Linked DNA regions of Capra hircus: region 2 is linked to region 1. The links are chromatin contacts, called in public Hi-C maps. All regions are on one chromosome and are shown on one strand. Each heading gives the region's core, a stretch centred on a gene start, on an enhancer-like site or on the middle of the called end of the contact. The rest is flanking DNA. Distances are from core to core; before and after follow the strand shown. Region 1 holds the start of EPB41 (protein 4.1). Region 2 overlaps MECR (trans-2-enoyl-CoA reductase, mitochondrial).

Evidence for each region. A called contact is a pair of places that touch in the nucleus more often than the background predicts.
Region 2: a contact with region 1 is called in a Hi-C map of blood, with 6 times the contacts expected there. The contact joins the enhancer-like site here to the promoter of EPB41 in region 1. A contact is called at or near these places in 3 of 5 Hi-C or Micro-C datasets (blood and liver).

Annotation. Positions count from the first base shown.
Region 1 is chr2:11,347,696-11,350,688 of ARS1.2, reverse strand. It overlaps EPB41 (protein 4.1), which reads right to left and starts at 1,497. Exons shown (of 23, transcript XM_018057127.1): 1 at 1,346-1,497.
Region 2 is chr2:11,610,868-11,613,860 of ARS1.2, reverse strand. It overlaps MECR (trans-2-enoyl-CoA reductase, mitochondrial), which reads left to right. Exons shown (of 11, transcript XM_013973781.2): 6 at 1,527-1,629; 7 at 2,879-2,981. Among named protein-coding and RNA genes, the nearest start is that of SRSF4, 14 kb to the right of the region's middle. Within about 2 kb of position 1,375, at least 2 of the 5 cell types and tissues checked have an H3K27ac peak or open chromatin away from gene starts, as enhancers often do.

The DNA of each region.
Region 1 (2,993 bases), core at 248-2,747:
AAGTGCCCCTTAGACCTGAGAGTCTGTCATTTATACCTCCACCCTCCCTCACGCCCCCTCCATGAAAAGTCTTCTGGTGGCCTCCTGTTGATCCCCTCCCCACCCCCAGCCTTCTGCCAAGGCCAGTCCCCAGCTTGTAACTGGGGTGAAGGTGGGAGCATGCAGTTAGTAGCCTCTGGGGCTCTGCTGCCAGTGCTCTGGGCGCCCTGGGGCCCCACCCTCATCCTTCAGTAGCTGAGCCGTTCTTCCAGGGACTTCCAGCTGCCCGAAGCCCCAACCCAGGTCAGGCTCTCCCCAAACATCCTCCCGGAGAAAGGGCTCAGAAGCAAAGGGGGGGTGGGGAGCTGCCTTCAGTTCTAATCTGGGAATTTAAGGGGTCACATTCAGTCACTCCTCTCCCAGAAGAATCTGTGGGCCTCCGGAGTAACCTCCCCTAATCCTACCAGGTAGTCCTCCCCGCCCTCCTTCTGGGGCAAGCTTGGGCTGAGGTTGGTCTGGACACGTCCTGGCCTCCAATTTGCTGGAGGGAAGAAGTCCTATCCCAACCCACAGAGGTGGGGTCTGCTAGAAAGTGTAGATGAGGGCAGGACAGGGAGAGGCCGGGCCACACACAGAGGAGACGAGAGACACAGGGAAACGGGAGATGAGATCTAGCCGGAACCAGAGCACGACAGGGAGACCCGGCCGACCGGAGGCAGAGAGAAGTCCCCTAAACCCAGCCTGGAAAGGGAGCGTGTGCGGCCGGGGCGGCGGCAGCAGAGCCACCCTGGCCGGCAGAGCCGGCGCCCCAGCTCGCGGGTCCCTCAGTCCGGAAACTCAAAGTCAGTTACGTAAGGGCCGGAGCGGGGCGCGGGGGCCGGGACCGGGCTGCCCGCTCCCGGCGCGCGCCGCCGTCCCACCCGCTCCAGCCGCGCTCAGCCCGCCCGGCAGGAGCACGCAGGGCCCACAGGGCGGAGTTCAGGGGGTGGTAGTGGGGGAAGCCTGGGCTGCAGCCCTCCGCAGAGACCCGCCCGCCCGCGCCTCACCCCGGACCCCCGCCCCAGACAGGCCCGGAACCGGCTGGGACCGCGCGCCCAGCGCCCAGCTCCGGACGCGAGCTCTCGGACCCCTTTCCTGCCTCCCCTGCCCCTCCCCGCACCCTGAACTTCGGGAATCCCAGACCACCCCCCGCTGGACCCCCAGTTGGAAACTGGGGACCCGGGACCTCTATAGCGCCCCCGACCCTGAGAACCAGACCTTTCCCGGCTCCCCGCGGGACGCCCCGGCCCTTGGGGAGTGCGTCCGTCTGTCTCTCACCCCGTCCCTCCCGGGACCCGGGCTCGTCCCTCAGGAGGTCCAGGCTCACCTGGGCTGGACAGGGCGGGGACCTGGCCGGGCCGGGCCGGGCCGCGTTCTCGCCCTCCGCCGCTCTCGCCCTTTAAGAGGTTCCTGCCACTTTGCCCCTTCGGGGGCCTCCACCTGCACTGACAGGGCAACTCTGGCGTGAGGCCCCGCCCCCGACCCGGGGTGCCTTAGGATTGGTGCAGGCAACTGCCAGTCAGCAGAGCGGCGGGGAGGAGGGGGGAGGAACTGGGCGGGGCAAAAAGAGCGTCGCAACCGGGAAGCGGCAAGGGCTGCAGGTGCGGCCTGACGGGACGCCCAGCGCTGGCCGGTAGGGTTGCTGACCCTCTGGGTCTGCGGAGGTTCGAACTGGGAGCGCCTGAATTGGCTGGTGCGGTGTCTAACGTCGTATGGCAAAAGTATGATGCAATTTGCCATGTGGTGCTACCCCCTAAGTCTGGAAGGGAGGCACGGACTTGGTCACAGGGGACTAGGGAAGTAATCCTGAAGAGGACCCCTGGATGCCCTGTGCCGTCTGTGTCAGAGTCACTACTCTGAAGCTGAGTTTCCTCAACTATAAATCTTGAAGAATATTTTCCTGAGAATTAGCAATATATGTTAAGTACCAAGCTCCGGGCTGGCGCACGGTGGGTGGTCTTCAGTAAATGTGGACTCTGGTCCCCTTTATTCGCATCTTCCCACTAAGAGACTTTCCCTTCCTTATTGTCTGTCCTATCAGCGCTGGAAGGGGCTTACATAGTCACTGGTCCAAATCCCCTCCCCTCTGTACCGCATTTCAGAGCTGTGCTCACAGACTTCCAGGTGGTTCAGTGGTAAAAGCATCCGCTTGCCAATGCAGGAGATACGGGTTCAATCCCAGGAAGATACCCTGGGAGAAGGAAATAGCAACCCACTCCAGTATTCTTATTGGGAAATCCCATGGACAGAGGAGCCTGGTGGAGTACAGTCCATACGCACACACTTTCAGTGATGGGAAGCTCATCACTTCCCAGTCAGGCCTCCTTCACTTTAAACCCGTCCGGAGACTTCAAAAGCTCTGCCTATTAAGGCCAACTCTGCCCTTTAGGAGTCCTGCCCACAAAGAACAAACCTAATCCCTCTTCCGAGCTGAGGAATGGCAGAATCACAAAATTATAGGCTACTTCATGTTGGAGACCCATGAATCCCTTTTGGGGGCAAATCGGACATACAGAAGCTCACTGGCAAGTGACTTCCTGTGACTTCAATGGTCTTTCTATTAGATGGACTCAGGAATCAGATTGCCGAGAGTCAGAACCTGCTACTACTTACAAGCTGTGGGCCGTTAAGTGAAATAACCCATGTAAAGTACTAATAAGAACAGTGCCAGTCTCAGGGTAAGCATTCCAGAAGCGCCAGCCTTTATTATAGAAATTCATGTTTTGCCCTCCAAATTCACCGAAGCCCCCTTTGGGTCAAGTCTTAGTCTTTAGTTTTCAGGGCCCAGGTCCCTGCCTTCAAGAAGCTCACAGTCTAGCAGAGGAAGGTCTGAGCTTCTACATCTTCTGATAAAGGTGCACAGTCTCCAGTGCACCACAGGAGCTATAGTTTCTTTAACCAGAAATTTGGACCCTTGAGACCCTTTCAGTCCCTCCCACAGTGGACCCCATAGGGAAAGCTGACACGCATCCAGG
Region 2 (2,993 bases), core at 126-2,625, 260 kb before region 1:
AGGCAGGGCCCTAGAGATCGCCCAGCCCATCTCTGTCGCGCTGACAAGGCGACTGAGGTGAGAGACGTGGGAGGGTGGTCAGCTGAAAGCCAGTGCCAGCTTCCTGCAGAGACAGATGCAGGCCCCCCAGCTGTGGCCAAGCAGCCTTGGGTCTCTCTAGTGGAGAAAGCCAGCAGGTGTGATCTGGGACCTTCGCTTGAATCCCAGTGCAGCAGAGGCTGTGGGCGCCTGCGTCCCCTCCCCCCAGGCCCCTCTGGTTAGGACTGTCACTGTCGGGGCCAGTCAGGCCATTCTGGCACCACCCAGGTCAAGTGCCAACACCGTGGCTCCTCTTTCCTGCCCCAGGGCTGGCATGAAACACGTGATCCTGACCCGTGGTAACACTGTCCTCCAGTATATAGACATGTATGAATATACAAGTAAGGGAAACCAGAGTTTCATGGAACAGTATTTACCCTCACCATGTGTGATACACTTAACCATTAAGAAAAAAAAAGTTCACAACCCACTAGGTTGGTTTCATAACCCCTGGATGGGTGACAGTCTGTAGGCTGACCCTAGCTAAGAATGATGAGCCTGCTTCTTCCAGAAAGTCCTCTGTCTCTAGCATGAGGTCCCTGCTGCCTCTCTAAACCTAGCTAGCACTTCAGGGGACTGGAGCCCCTCCCTAGACATGATGGCCCTGGACTCTAATGAGGAGCACCCCGGTGGTTGCTCCTGGGACCCTTCTTATGGAGAAGAAACAGGTTCAAAGAGGTCAGGGCTTGCCCCACCCCATTCAGTTCTAGTTACAGTCGGTAAAGAAGCTGGGGCTCAGACCCTGGTACATCTCATTCCAGAGCCCATGCTTTCCCAGCACAGCCCACACCTCCCTACTCAGCTCAAGTGCAAAGTTAGGCCTGGGCTTTGATCACAGACCCTGATTCAGGAGCTGCCAGTTTCTCCATTGCAGCTCTAATCCCATTCCGAGGCAATAGCGCATCTTCCCTCAGGAAGCCACAGGCTGTTGATAGAAAGGGACTGAGCTACAAGCTGTAAATCGAGGCTGACCATGAGCCTTAACAGAGTTGGCTGCAGAGTGCCGTGGGAGGGCACGGGGGAAGAATCTAGGAAGGCTTCACATAAGAAGCTACACAGGTTGCCATTTCCTGTGCTTTTAAGGTATACAGGATTTCAGAACAATGGGAGAGAGAGGAGACATTGCAAACCAAAGAAAGGACCTAAGCAGACTTGACCTAAGAGCTGGGAGGATGATGAAGGATACAAAATCACTGACACAGCAGGGGCTAAGTTGCATCCAGCGTGAACTCTGAGTTGCCAAATCCTGGCAGGCATCATGGGTGCTGTAGAGGCTTGGGGCACCCTGGGAGGAGAGAGCAACACTGCCAGGACTGAGAAGGCTCAGCAGCCAGGTCCTGGGTCCCTTCAGAGTCTAAGAACTCCACCTCTGACCCTCTAATATGATCCTAGGCTGAAAGCCCTTGACCTGTTACAGATCTCGACTTGAGTCTCTTCCGGCCCCACAGGGGATTCCATCATCCAGAATGCATCCAACAGTGGAGTGGGGCAAGCGGTCATCCAGATCGCGGCCGCCCTGGGCCTGAGGACCATCAACGTGCTCCGGGACAGGTGCGTGGGAAGGCCTGATCCCAGCCCACCACTTGGGCCTTTCCAGCCTGGCACCCGCAGGTGCCCATGTCTCCACCAGGTGGCGCCCTTGCATAAGCGGTCCTCCTTTCCTGCAGCTGCTGCTCGCTAAGGGCTGAGTCAGCCTCCAGCCCTGAAGTCCAGCGGTCTGGGGCTGTAGGATGGTTTAGTCACTACGTCGTGTCTGACTCTTGCGACCCCATGGACTGTAGCCCGCCAGGCTCCTCTGTCCATGAGATTCTCCAGGCAAGAATACTGGAGTGGGTTGCCATTTCCTTCTCCAGGGAATCTTCCCGACCCAGGAATCAAACCCGGGTCTCCTGCATTGCAGGCAGATTCTTTCCCAACTGAGCTATAAGGGAAGCCCCGGGGCTATAGGATGAGTGACTGAAATGTAAAGGGAGGGCAGGAAGGAGGTAGAGAAGGCCCTCATTCCCAACCTGAGTTTTTAAGATGCTTGACTTCTTATAAGCCCATGTTTTCGAAACCACAGTTCACACTTGGGAATGTTTAAAGCTGTATTTCTTTCTGTGAACTGACTAACCCAAGGCCCCTGTTTCCCTTGCATTTGTGTGATGCCTTGAAGTGCACTAAATACAGATGTAAAGGAGACGGGGCAGGTTTGTCATCAGAGAGAGGAAGCCACTTGCTCAGGAAGACACAGCAAATCAACGACAAACTTAAGTTTCCTGACTCTTTCTCTCTCCAGCGTATCATCCAGCCTCCTTAAGCCTCACTGTCCACATACGTGGCTGTGTCCATCAGGGAAGGCCAGCCTCATTGGGAGAACTGATACTCGCTCCAGTTCCCCATCCCCTCAGTTGTGCTAACAAGAATTGCTCTGTTTGCCTTGGTAAAGAGGCACAAAGCCACTCGTGGGCCAGGGTATGTTTGCACAACACTCTGAAGAGCCTCTTGAAAAGACAGGGGGAAAGGAAGAGGAGTTTGTCATTTAAATAGAAGAAATCAGGAAGGGAACCAACTCCTCCCTGGGCCAGATGGTTTCTAGCGTCCTTGGGACCAGTAGGAGCGGTAGCAACCACCAAGCACTCCCTCACACCAGTGAGAAAACTGAGGCCAGGAGATGCTGGAGTGTGCTGAGGCTGGGTGGCTGGGCCTGGCTTCCCACAAAGAGAAACTCAGGTTCTCACACCTGTGGCAGAGGGGTCCTGGGAGCCTCTGGTGGAGAAAGTGGGCAGATGTGACTGACTGGATTGTGTTTGGTTTCCAGACCTGACCTCCAGAAGCTGACCGACAGACTGAAGAATCTGGGGGCTGACCACGTTGTCACAGAAGAGGGACTGAGAAAGCCTGAGATGAAAAGCTTTTTTAAGGTACCGGTGAAA